Linked DNA regions of Oryctolagus cuniculus: region 1 is linked to region 2. Evidence: chromatin contacts called from public Hi-C data. All regions are on one chromosome and are shown on one strand. Each heading gives the region's core, a stretch centred on a gene start, on an enhancer-like site or on the middle of the called end of the contact. The rest is flanking DNA. Distances are from core to core; before and after follow the strand shown.

What was found. Hi-C and Micro-C count contacts between places; a contact is called where the count stands out from the background.
Region 1: a contact with region 2 is called in a Hi-C map of skin fibroblasts, with 4 times the contacts expected there. The contact joins two enhancer-like sites. A contact is called at or near these places in 3 of 6 Hi-C or Micro-C datasets (ear pinna, psoas muscle and skin fibroblasts).

The regions. Positions count from the first base shown.
Region 1 is chr13:22,828,276-22,835,053 of mOryCun1.1, forward strand. No RefSeq gene overlaps it. Among named protein-coding and RNA genes, the nearest start is that of CD34, 51 kb to the left of the region's middle. Within about 2 kb of position 3,121, at least 3 of the 8 cell types and tissues checked have an H3K27ac peak or open chromatin away from gene starts, as enhancers often do. A contact at or near this core is called in ear pinna, where this site is marked.
Region 2 is chr13:22,695,252-22,701,884 of mOryCun1.1, forward strand. All of the region lies in intron 2 of LOC103350987, which reads right to left. LOC138844937 (a long non-coding RNA gene) reads left to right here. Exons shown (of 2, transcript XR_011381415.1): 2 at 219-2,579. Among named protein-coding and RNA genes, the nearest start is that of MIR29B-2, 27 kb to the left of the region's middle. Within about 2 kb of position 2,155, at least 3 of the 8 cell types and tissues checked have an H3K27ac peak or open chromatin away from gene starts, as enhancers often do. A contact at or near this core is called in ear pinna, where this site is marked.

The sequences.
Region 1 (6,778 bases), core at 1,871-4,370, 130 kb after region 2:
AAACAACTCCTAAAACATTTCCCATAAAGTGCCACATGGAAAAGTCATGTGTGGTGTGCACATTGTGGACGGATGCAGCAGTGTGAGTACGCCCTGTGCGGATGCGTGAGTCTCTGCACCCAGGGAGGGCACATCTTCCGAGCGGTACCATTGCATTCTGGGGTGGAGCTGGGCACCCGGGCAGACATTTTGGCCAGCCTTCCTCTACCCTTGGGTGCACAGATCTACAGCAGAGAGGGCTTGCGGTAGAAATGGATTCCTCAGCTCTGACCCTTGTTGGCTCAGCTCTGCCATTTCATAGCTCCCCTGTGGGCTGTGCTGGCAGCCCTGTCTTTGCACCTGCCAAGAACACTGCTTCCTTCCAAGGGACCCTTCCCAGCCCACAGCCTCTGTCGGGTCTCAGGCTGAGAGGGGTTGGCCATGTCCTATGTCTTCCTCCTTACCACGGCTGATCAGACAAGGAGTGAGTGACATCTGACTCAAGGACCGCCAATCTGCAGACTGACCAGTGACCTATGAGGTGATCTGGTGTGAAAATCTCTTCCCTATCAGAAGTTGTACAGTGAGCTGGGACACTCAAGGGTTTGTTCTTGGAAATTCGAAATGGGCATCGGAGAGAGGTCCAGTCAGTTGGCAGAAAGAGAAAACAGAAGACACAGGAGGGGGCAGACAACAAGAAAGCAAACGAGCCATACCAATGGGGAAACAGAGGCTCAGAACTGGGGACACTGAGACAGATCGTTGCTGGACACCCCTCTGTGGCCCCTGGCCAGACCTTGCCTCTGCTTATTCACTCCAGCGAGATTCTAGTCCTAGGCATTGTGTTGATTCCAACGATTTGGGCTGCAAGTAACAGAAAACCCAATAAACAAGGTCTAAATAAGAAATATAACCAACCTCATTTAATAAGAAAACCACAGAAGCTCCCCCCCACCCTGGCTTGACCAACTTAGTGGCTCAACTATGTCAGGAAGACCGCAGGTGTTTCCTGAATTTGTCCCATCACCCCTCTCCTCTTTGAGTCTAGTTCAAAATGTTTGTGGGAAATGTGCATATTTTACAAATTCCACTTTTCCAAGAACTTTTCAAGTGCTTGCCCTTCTAGCTGATTTTCTTTCATGGTCTTAGAAGACTAAAGCAGTTCCCAGAGCTGACGTCAGGGATGGAAAAGGAACTACCCATTTCCTGTGTCCCTTACAGGAGGGATGAATTCCCTCCACACAATCCCAGCAAGTTCCTCCCACAGCTCACTGGCCCGAAGTACACCCCAGGCTTGGTCCTAGGTCAGTTGCGGGAACCAGGGTAGGGAACGCAGCTTCTCTTGAGGCACATGGTAGCTCCGTACTCGAACCCCTTCCATGCTAGCTTCCTGTTAGCCAAGACAAAGGCAAGCAGCAATGTCTCCTGACACCTGAGGGACCAAACAGTGACGTTCCAGTCCGTGAGGTGCCCTGGGTGCATCAATTTCAACTCCAGGAGTCTGCTCACATTCAGACCATCATGAGCAGATTGAGGGCCTGGCTTTTAGCAGGTGCACCCTTACAGAGTAACTGAGATTTAGGGGCTACATAAATGCCATACATATGGGGGCCTAAAAGTCTCCATTGCTTTCCATATATATACATTTATTTATATTATATATATATGTAACTTATTTGAAATATAGAGGAAGACACTGAGAGAGATGAGAGATCTTCCATGCACTGGTTCACTGCCCAAATGGTTGCAACAGCTGGGGCTGGCTCAGGTCCAAACCAGGACCTTAACCGGCATTCTGTTACAGGATGCTGGCATCGCAAGCTGTGGCTTAACCCACTGTGCCACAGCCCCAGCCCCTACTTTCTGGTATTTTATAGGACGTTCGCCCATGATTAATGGACTCAGGAATACGTCCATCACACTGCTGCTTAGCCCTGGGTTCCGTGCTTATTTCTTGCCTTCCTGGGCCTCTTAAACAGTTAGGCAGCCTATCTTTGGGAGGCAGGGCCTACCTCTAGCCTATACGGACAAAAGTGTTCTGGAACCATGGTTCTCAAAACTTCCAGGTGCCTCCCAGAGTCACCTGGAGGGCTCCTTGAAACCACACGTGCCGGGGTTTTCCTCCAGTTTCTGGCCCCACAGGTCTAGGGTGGAGAGGAGAATGCGCTTCTCTAAGGGGGTCTCAGGCAGTGCTGCTGCTTCTGGGCTGGGGACAGCACTGTGAGAGGCACTGCTCCGGGCAATGGGAGCCCATTTTCCTTCCAACTGGAGGGAGCACCTAAGGAGGCCACTAAGAACCCCTTCGTGTCTGGCACCTGCTCTCACCACTGCTGCCCACCGCAGGGGCGGGCTGGCCTAACTGATGCAGCCCTGGGAGAAGCAGAGGTCCCCTCTCTACAGGAATGCTGGGGGTGGTGGAGGGAACTCTTGGCCTCCCACCAGGACAGGCAAAGAAAGGACTTCAACCTTTGGTGCCAGAGCCTAAGCAGGCAAGCAGGCACAGACCCCAGGCCTTTCCCAGGCCTTGTCCCCTTTAATACATAGGTGTCGCACCCTGCGGTGGAGGCTGCGGGAGAGCCCCCTGGAGGACAGGACAGGTGGGCGAAAACATCAGTTCAATGCATGGTTCTTTGCGTCTGGCCTTAAGCAACGTAAAGGGACACGCAGGGCTGGGTAGAGACCCTCGAGGGCTCGGCGCAGGTATTTCTGGGCTCCACGGGCTGTCACCTTCCTAAAGGCAGCTGCCCACTGTCCTGAGGTTCTGTCCGCCTCGCCGTCCGCACCTCTGCGCAAGGCCTGCCTGCACGCATATGCATTTCCTTCATGAAGGGCAAATTGCGAGCTAGGGCTGTGGGGGTGACGAGTCGGGGGCGGAAGCCGGCGTTTCCCACCCTCCAGGGCCGGCGCCGGCCTGGCAGGGCCCGGGAGCTGAGACGTTTTCGTCGCACGTCGAGGACAGCGCGGCCGCTTGGCACAGCGTTCCGGGGAGGGCCGGGCCGCCCCTGCAGCGCGTCTCAGCGGAGCCCCGGGGGCTGCGCCGGCTCCTCCAAACATTGCTCAGAGCCCCGCGTCAGCCTTGGCTGCAGCGCCTGGCGCGAGCGAGCCGGGCTTTGGCGGCCTTGGCCCCGTCTGAACCCTGCGGGCCGCGGGCCAGGGCCGACTGCGTCGCCGCGCCAGGACCCTCTCCCGACGCCTCCCGGCCGGGCCGCTGCAGCCTGCGCCGCGTTCCTCGTGCGGGGCTCCCGCGCCCCTCGTCCGTGCCGCACTCAGGCCGCACTCCAGCGCTTGCACCCAGGCTGCCCGAGCACTGCCAGGCGCATTTGGCTGGGCAGGCGCCCCCCAGTGCTCTTGTGCGCCTGTGTGCCGGCGGCGGCGGGGCGGGGGGGGGGCAGTCGCGGGCAGGGCGGGAGCAGGGGACGCGGCTGCCTGGTGTGTGCAGCTGGGCTCCGGCACAGGGCTTTGCGGGCTCCGGGTGGGGCCGCGTGCTCTGGCAGCTCCTGTCTGCGAGAGCCCAGGCGAAGATCTACCTGGAGGCACGGGAGGGTTCGAACCTCGGGGAGCAGACGGGTCCTTGGATGCGGGGTGGAAGTCTGCGGCCTTGGCTCACCCCCCACCCCCAGCGAAAGCCAGCCCCTCTTGCGTGCTTGGTTATAAATAACTCTAGCTACCATTTGAGTGCTTGTTATTTTCCGGGTGCTTTCCGTGTTGTATTTTTATCTCCCTAGCGAGTAGCAGGCCAGGTGTTATTATCTGCTGCAGGTGGAGAAGGACTCTCATCCAGGAAGGTGACTTGCCAGTGGGGGCCCCTGGTAGGTGGGCACCAGTGGCTTGAGGCCGTCTCTACCTCTAGGGATTCCTCTCTGTCGATGAGAACACCTATACCACGCAGGGACGCCTAAAACTGTCAAACGGGAGGGGAGCCATTCTCCTCGCCTGCGCTCAGGCCGCATTCTGAGGGCCAGGGTGAGAGGCTGACCATCCCTCTGCAAGGGTCCAGGTGCAGGAGGAAGGGGCTCAGGGCCTTGGGCTGTGGCGTAATCGGATAAGCCTCTTCCTGCGGCGCCTGCATCCCATGTGCGAGCAGGTTCGAGTCCCGGCTGCTCCTCTTCCAATCCAGCTCTCTGCTATGGCCTGGGAAAGCAGTAGGAGATGGCCCAGGTGTTTAGGCCCCTGCACTCATGTGGGAGACCTGGAAGAAGCTCCTGGCTCCTGGCTCCTTGGCTTCAGCTGGGCTTAGCTCCAGCCATTGTGACAGCTGGGAGAGTGAACCAGCGGATGGAAGACCTTTCTCTGTCTCTTCCTCTCTCCATAACTCTACTTTTCAAATAAATAAATAAATAAAGTGTTTTAAAAAAAATGAGGAAGGGGCTCAGACTGAGGACCACTGGCAGTCCTTCTTGCCCGTCTTCCCCGACCTGGGTGTGGGGGGGGGGGAGGGGGGACGGTGGCTGAGTTCTTCCCTCTCATCTCCATGCCACATGGTTCAGCATGGACAGCATTGTGGTGGGGTTTCCCTCTCACCACCAGCTGGGCAAAAGGATTTTCTTTCAGCTTCAGTGTGGGAAGAAGACGAGAAGTGCACCCTCCAGAGCTCGGTCTTGAAATCCTTGGGAGGCCAGCAGCACCCTAGCACAATCCCAGCTGTGTCTAGGATTCACTTTGTAGATTAAGTGGGTAGAACACTACAAGAGGAGGCTCAGTAGCAGAGAGATTTTGGTGCTATTTTTTTTAAAAAAACGAAATGAAATCTATTGCAAATACCACCACCCACTGTCTTGCCTGACCCCATAGGAGTTACAACAAGAATCACAAATATGAGAGGTGGTATTGTTCCTATAGGACACTGGAGGTGACAGGGACATGAAGATGAATGCCATCTTCGAATCTTTCGTGAGAGTGAGATAAGAATGACCATATGAGAAAAAGAACTCTCATACTCTGTTGGTGGGGATGTAAATTAGTACAGCCATTATGGAAAACAGCATGTAGATTCCTGAAAAACCTAGGATTGGGACCACCATGCTGGGTATGCATCCAAAGGAATGGAAATCAGCGTGTGGAAGAGCCAGCTGCATTCCCATGGCACTGTGGCACTATTTACAAAAGCCAAGATACAGAATCAACCAAAGTGTCCATCAACGGAGGAATGGGTAAGAAAATGCGGTGCACAGACACAATGGAATACCACTCTGCCACAACAAAGAATGAAATCCTGCCATTTGCAGCAACATGGATGGAACCAGAGGGCATTATTTCAGGTGAAATAAGCCAAGCACAAAAGGAGAAATACCACGTGTTCTCACTTATATGCAGATGCATGAAAAGTTGATCTCAGAGAAACAGAGGTTACAATTGTGGTTGCTAGGGGCTGGGAGGGGTTGGGGGAGAGATAGAGAGAGTGTGGCTGGAGGTAGCTGGGGTGCAGTTAGATGGGGGATAGCTGCTGAAGCTCTGTAGTACAATACAGGGTAGGCATGGTTGACAACAATTAATTGTGTATTTCAAAACCGTTGATGGGATTTGCAACACTCCTAACACAAAGCAATTGTAAATGTGTGTCATCATGGGTACTATCAATTATCCTAATTTGATTATTTTATACTTTACATGTATTTTATTTTACAGAAAGCTTGTATTTAGTAAATATAAATTTCATAAGTACAGCTTTTGGATTATAGTGGTTCTTCCCTCCATACCCACCCTCCCACCCACAAACCATCCCATCTCCTACCCCCTCTCCCATCCTATTCTCCCTTAACATTCATTTTTAATTATCTTTATATTCAGAAGATCAACTCTATACTAAGTAAATATTTCAACAGTTTGCACCCACACAGACACACAAAGTATAAAGTACTGTTTGAAGACTAGTTTTACCATTAATTCACATAGTACAACACATTAAGGACAGAGATCCTGCACGGGGAGTAAGTGCACAGTGACTCCTGTTGTTGATTTAACAATTGACACTCTTATTTATGAAGTCAGTAATCACCCGAGGCTCTTGTCATGAGCTTCCAAGGCTATGGAAGCCTCTTGAGTTCACCAACTCTGACCTTATTTAGACAAGGCCATAATCAAAGTGGAAGTTCTCTCCTCCCTTCAGAGAAAGATACCTCCTTCTTTGATGGCCCGTTCTTTCCATTGGGATCTCAGTCACAGAGATCTTTCATTTAGGTCATTTTTTGCCACAGTGTCTTGGGTTTCCATGCCTGAAATGCTCTCATGGGCTTTTCAGCCAGATCTGAATGCCTTAAGGGCTGATTCTGAGGCCAGAGTGCTGTTTAGGGCACTTATCATTCTATGAGTCTGCTGTGTGTCCCACTTCCCATGTTGGATCGTTCTCTCCTTTTTAATTCTATCAGTTATTATTAGCAGACACTTGGTCTTTTTATGTGATCCCTTTGACACTAAATCCTATCTTTATTATCAGTTATGAACTTAAACTGATCACTTTAACTAGTAAGATGGCATTGGTACCTGCCAACTTAATGGGATTTGGAGTCCCATGGCAAGTTTTTAGTTTTACCCTTAGGGGTAAGTCTGAGGGAACTCCCTCTCTTATTCCCACTCTTATTTTTAACAGGGATCAATTTTCAATTGGATTTAAGCACCAAAGAGTAATTCTGTTTTAAGTAAAGAGTTCAACTAATGGTATTAAGTAGAAAAAGAAAATACTAAAAAAATAAATAATAAGCTGTTCCTCGACAGTCAGGACAAGGGTTGATTAAGTCATTGATTCTCATAGTGTCCGTTTCACTTCTACAGGTTTCCTTTTAGGTGCTCAGTTAGTTGTCAC
Region 2 (6,633 bases), core at 905-3,404:
AGATCTCTCTCTGTGTCTCTCCCTCTCTCGCTCTCTTTCAAATAAATAAATAATTTTTAAAAAAAAAAAGAAAGAAATGAATGGCTATTCCAAGGTTATACAGGTATCATCTTCTAGAAATTTCATTGTTCTAACTTTTACATTCAGATTGATGCTCTCGCTGCGCTGGCACTTATTTTTGTATGCAGTCAAGATGCTTTTTTTTTTTTTGCTTACAGACACCCCGCTGACCCAGCACTATTTATTCAATGACCATCCGTTGCCTACTGCTCAGCGGTGACCTCCTTGTCATAAATCAGCCCTCCAGACATGCAGGGGTCTGGTTTGGGGCTCCCTACTCCATTCCTTTGGTCGGAAATAGGATGGACAAATGGGCCTACTACTGCAGTGTACATCACTAGTCTTAAATTTAAAAAGTATAACTTGACAGGGTTGGTGCTTTGGCATACTGGGCTAAGCCTCTGCCTGCGGCACTGGCATTCCATAAGGGTACAAGTTGGTATCCCAGCTGCTCTTCCAACCCAGCTCTCTGATTATGACTTAGGAAAGCAGTAGAAGGTGGCCCAAGTCCTTGGGCCCCTGCACCCTCATGGGAGACCCAGAAGAAGCTCCTGGCTCCTGGCTTCAGATCAGCCCAGCTCCAGCTGTCACAGCCATTTGGGGAGTGAACCAGCGGATGGGTGATGTTTGTCTTTCCCTCTCTCTGTCTGTATGTCTACCTTTCAAATAAATAAATAATCTTTACTTTAAAAATATAAATCGAGCAGCCAATGTATGAGGTAGACGGAGCGTGACTAGGCACAAGCCGGGATGGGGACCCAGCCTGAGCGTCTCAGAACAGGGAGAGCAGGAACAGTCCAAGGTGAAGCCACACAAGCTAAGAACGGGTACAGCTAGATGACAGGCACAGCAGTAAACGCTGAGCCTTATTTTCTGTAACCAGCAATGGCGTGATCTGGAGTAGAGTCACACGAGCAGAGAGCACTGCACCCCAACGTCCCGAGTGAGGCTTTGAGCAGCAGGCAGGTTGCCCTAGTTTTTCTGAGCCTCAGTTTCTTGATCTGCAAAATGGGGCTAATCTTCCTCCATGTGCTATGACATTTAAATCGTTTGACATGGTCACTTATCACAGAGTCCAGCACTGTAAGAACTCAAAAAATGCTGGGCATGATCATTACTAGTGAGTGCCCGGATACCAGCCGGACAAGGGAACAACCTCGCCACTCAGTGAGCGATCACCGGGTACGCATCACTAAGCAAAGACAGCACATAAACATCCAACCAGGGACGGAGGCACAGCGCAAGTCTAAAGTAAGATCTGAATCTGAATTCTAGCGCAGACCACTAGGTACATAAACCTGAACAGCGTACTGGACCTTGACCTTGCCGAGGTCCTCTTCGTGAGAACCTCGGAGAGCCTACTGCGCGACACGGAGGCATTCGGCACAGGTCCCGGCACAAAGCCGGTGCTCCGCGAGCCCCCGCTGCCGAGAGGATGAGGATGACGACTGTGTACTCAGGACAAGAAAAGGCCCGGTTATGCCCCCAAAGGGCCACCAATGGCCAAGCATTCTCAAGTGCTCCATCCAAGTCCTGACCAGGCACTCCCGCGCCAGACGTCATACCAACAAGACTAAGTGGACAAGGTCAGGTTTGTCCAGGTGGTAGGTCCAAGATGAGACGAGGGGCCTGGAGAAGTCAAACAAAAGGCAAAATACCGAGACCGGCCAACACTTGCTGAGAAGAGGTGAATCTCCAAATCTCAGGGGACTTTAAGATGACACGAAAACATGGAGTTGATAAACATCCCTCATCACCAAGAGTCCGAAAACGTGCTGGGCTGCTCAGGGCAGGGGTCCAGAATGGCACCTCTCAGTGGAAGGCCTGCACGGCTTCCATGGCGGGGAAGGCTGCGCAGGGAAGGTGGCTGCAGACAGCTCAGATCAGCACTGACCAGTGACTGCGATGTGGCCAGCTGCCTGGAGGACACACCCCAGAGCCACCAAGGAGCTCCTGCCACCAAATCCCCATCCCAGCGGACTGGGGCACTTCCCCCCCAGTGGCGGAGCCGCCGCGAACAAGGCCCTGCAGTGACAACAAACACTCCAAGGACACAAAGCGGTGCGGGGAGCCAAGTGAAAATCCGAGAGACAGGGCTGGGGACAGCCTGTGCTGGAGGGTAGGTCCTGGCAGAGGGGAGCTGCAGACGCGGGCAGAGAACACCGCAGGAGCCAGGTGGCAGGGAGAGTGGCCTGGCAGGCGCTGGCCCTGGGAACACGGGACTCCCTGGACTGCAGGGTGACAGAAGGCGAGTGAAGGCCAAGGTGAGGCCTGAATTCAGAGCACACACGGAAGCGAGCCCCAGCACCAACACGCTCTCTCGCGAGGAACACACCCAAGGGCAGTTTCGTGAGAGGGCCTGTTTGTCTGGGGGAGAGGTCAGATACCGTGCCTGGCGTGCCCTGTTTGTAAGCACAAGCTTCCTCCTGGACAGCCTGAGTCCGTCTGCGTCGCGGGCCAAAAGCCCAGGCTCCGAAGTGTCCTGCCCGAGCTGGGAAAGCAAAACGGGCCAAAACATCTATCTTGTCCCAGGCCGCACTGATCCTTAAATCCAAGCTCCTGCCCTAGGGGGCTCTCAACTCAGCCTCCTGCAAACCCCAGCCTGGCAAGGGCTCTGGCACCTGCCACTCTGACCATGGCCACTCCACGAGCCACAGACCACAACCCTAGACCTGGGGCTTCTAGCGTTGCCCAAAACACAGGGGACAAAGTCTTCTTGCGACTAAGGGAGTAACCCAAGGCGCCTCTTGGCTGGCTGCTCTTAAAATCCTGGCCCTGTCAACGGATGGAAATAATTTCCAGGACATGGAGTGTGGCCGGGCCGCGTGAGTGGGACTGAAAGGAGCTTTGCCCCATTCCCCAGCAGCAGGACTAAGGCCTGGGCCACAGGCCAGGCATGGCCGGGGATGTGGGAGGGTCGCACCAGAATCCTCTGTGCACAGACCAGTGCCTGGAGATGTGACTGCAGCTCTCATGGGCAGGAGGTGTCTCCAAGGCCCTCAGAACCCGGGCAATGGATGACTCATGGGGCTGCACCGACCTCTGTGTGACCACATAAGCCTGGCGCCATGTGACTTAAAAATGGAGTCTCCTTCCTGCCCCAGAACTACTGCTTTGCTTAAGTGAGTCAGATCTGGAGAGCAGGAGTCGTGAACACTGCTGGGACGGGGGTTCCCCAAACCACTCCGGCCTGCGTGTTCCCTTCTACATGATCCTACACCCCACAAGGGGCCACATCGGCACCCACAGCCTAAGACAGAGGAGGAGAGAAACCAAGGGCCTTCGTGCTCGGCCAGCCAGGACAGGCCAGGCTTTGGGCCAAGTGCCTGCCTCGTGAAGAGCTGGGGCAGGGACAAGACCTCCAGGGCCAAGGCTCTCACTTGGCAGCGGGCAAGGGGCTGGGACAGCTTATGACGCTTAACGTCACAGCTGCTTACGGCACTATGCAGAAACATCTGGGACACACGCTCCAGGCACTTTCACAGCGTGAAGCCATGGCAGAAGTCAGGTCTCATGAAACCTTGTGACGTCATCAACACATCCTGTGTGTGTGCAGGGCTCCGGAGCTGGAAGGTACGGCTGACCAGAACTCTGCGGGCGGCCATTGCATTCTGTGGTTGTACTAGAACAAGACTCTTCTGGAGGGCTCGGCGCTCCAAAGCCCCCTGGGACCACTGGATGGCCATGATTCTTGGGCCAGGACCCAGGAGAGGCCCCGGAGGCTAGTGTTCTTTCTCCAGAAGCAGAGCAGCCATGCCAGCCGTGCCTTAGCAGATACGAGATATTTTCGGAGGTGTACCCCAAGGCCATGCAGTTCAGGGGGAAAGGGGCATCCCAGTGTTCTGCAGCACCCGACAGAGGCCCAGGTGAGCAGAGACAGCAGGCCAGTCCCACAGAAGGGGCAGCCCTTCCTTTATTCCAAAAACGTTTCGGGCTGTATGGCGGCCGTAGTGCATGGCGCTCTTGGAGGAACGTGACCCCTGGCCATCAGAGGCTGCTGAGCTGGAGGAAGCAGGGTCTGGGGTACGGCCGGCCCCTCAATCACACCACAGCCCCCAAACAAGATGGGCCTCGTCCACTGGACTGAGACACCTGCGTGGTGCCTTTCTGGTGGGCAGAGCTGGAGGCGGGGGCGGCGGCTGCAGCCGGAGTGTGCTGACGACACAGTCGAGAAGTTTCTGAGGAGGCTGACTCAAAAAAAAAAAAAAAAATCCCACTAGAGCTTTCTGAGTCAGCAGAGGTTGAAGAACGGGACAGGAGCTGAGGTGCTGAGATAAGCCTGGGATTCCCCAGCCCACTTCCCCAGCAGCAAGTGGGGCACCCCTGTTCAGCAAGCCTCCCCCCTGCCCCAGCGGCCAAGGCAAGCACAGGGATCACTGCCACAGACGTAGTCACCCTTCCTGCCCCAAACCCGCAGCCAGCCACCTGCTCCCACCCAGGGGGAGCCTCCAGAACCCTGGGGTGGCAAGGCCCCTTCAACAGGCTAAGCCATCCCCTGTGACAGCCGGACTCCCAGGCACTCTGCTTCTGATCCAGCTCCCTGCAACTGCACCTGAGAGGGCAGCAGCAGATGCCCCAAATCCTTGGGTCCCTGCCACCCACTTGGGAGACCAGAATGGAGCTCCTGGCTCCTGACTTCCACCTGGCCCAGACCTGGCTGTTGCGGCCACTTAGGGAGTGAACTAGCAGACAAAAGATCTCTTTGTTTCTCTCCCTGTCACTCTGCCTTTCAAATAAATAATTTTTTTTTTTTTTAAGAAAGGCACCTTTAACTCCTTCTGGCCTCACCTTTTACTAGGACAGAAAGAGTCACCCTTGTGTTCAAGTCCAAGGTGTGGAACCCTGCGTGGGCTACTTTATCTCCCAGCCGAAAGGTTTCACCTGTAACATGAGGCAGCTCATCCTTACCCGTTCAGGACGTTGTTGTGAGATGGGAGGATCCAGAGGCCACCGCTCTTTGTAAGTGGCTGTGACCCCTGCACAGCAGTCACCTGCTTATAGGTGAACACTACACAATGCACAGAAGGGGCACCCTGCCTCACTGGGTCCCCACATCCCCCCTCCCACCCTCCCTAGTCTCATGCTGCACAGCAAAGCCACATGGATGACGCTGGCCCGGAGATGACAATGGAGCTGAGAACTTCCTACTGCCTGGCCACACAACGTGTGCCTGGTGACGCTGGTGTGAGCATGTCTACCGCCCTGCCAGTCATCCAAGCGTACGGCCACACAACTATGGACAGAACATAATTACTGAAAATAAACCACTATGCTACTGGTTCTGGATTTCCCATATTCGTCATATTTGGATTTTTATTTTATTTTTTTAAGATTTATTTATTTATTTGAAAGGCAAAGTTAAAGAGAGCCAGGGGCAGAGAGAGAGGTATTCCATCCACTGGTTTACTCCCCAAACGGCCACAAAGGCTGGAGCTGTGCCCATCTGAAGCCAGGAGCCAGGTGCTTCTTACAGGTCTCCCATGCAAGTGCAGGGGCCCAAGGACTTGGGCCATCCTCTACTGCTTTCCCAGGCCATAGCAGAGAGCTGGATAGGAAGTGGAGCAGCCAGGACTTGAACCAGTGCCCATATGGGATGCCGGCACTGCAGGAAGCGGCTTTACCCGCTACGCCACAGCGCCAGCCCCTGTGTATGGATTTTAGGGTGTACTCCTTCTCATAAAACTCTGCTGTGTAATGGTAAGCCACGGTGGGCAGGCAGCCGCCTCCTGTGGCAGGGGTCTGCTGCGTCTCTGTCATACATCCAGAGGCCATGTCCAGCGACCCAGCCACACTGTCCCCGCATGTGCAAGTGCGCTCGATGGCATCTGCACAATGATAAAAACATCTGACCACCCATTTCTCCTAATGCGTCCCTGCTGCTGTGCAGGGCATGGCTGTCAGTTCCGTGCGTCACCATCCGCTCCCTGTTTTTGCACACAGTGTCCCCAGGGCTGCCTACTGCAGCACCAGAGGGGCTGACGGCCACCTCCCTGACTGTCCCTTAAAGACACAATGCTGCGCCCAGCAAAGCCCCTGCAACCGAAATCCATCCCTCTGGGGTAAATATCCTCGTGTTTTTCACCACTCTTCACACGCCAGCGGCTCTCCCCTGAACTTGCTCTAGTTTGGCATTTTCTCTCCTAATTGGGATCAAGAACTGGAACAATCCTCCCAAAGTGGCCTGAGCAGGCCAAAGTTCAGCCAAACCTGACCTGCAGCACAGCCCTCTTCCTCTGTACTCCTCAGGCCTGCTCTCTTGTTTAAACCACCCCTGCAGGGGTCCCTACCTCTCCCTCCACGCCCACCCACATGCAGCCTGTTTCACACCCGCTGTGAGTCGCTCCCGCTCGCTCCCTCCCTCCCGATCTGAGAGGCCTCCACGCCCTTGCTGGATCGTTCCCACCTGCAACACACGGAGCCACTACACAGAGATTATCTCCATTACTGCGCTCGATTTCCCAGGGCTGGGAACCGGTCCCAGTGGTCACCTGCTCCATTGCCGGGTGCTATCGGGTAGATCCTTTCCACCTTTCCGAGCAAGGGAAGGGAAGCTGCTGCGACACCGTGGGTGCT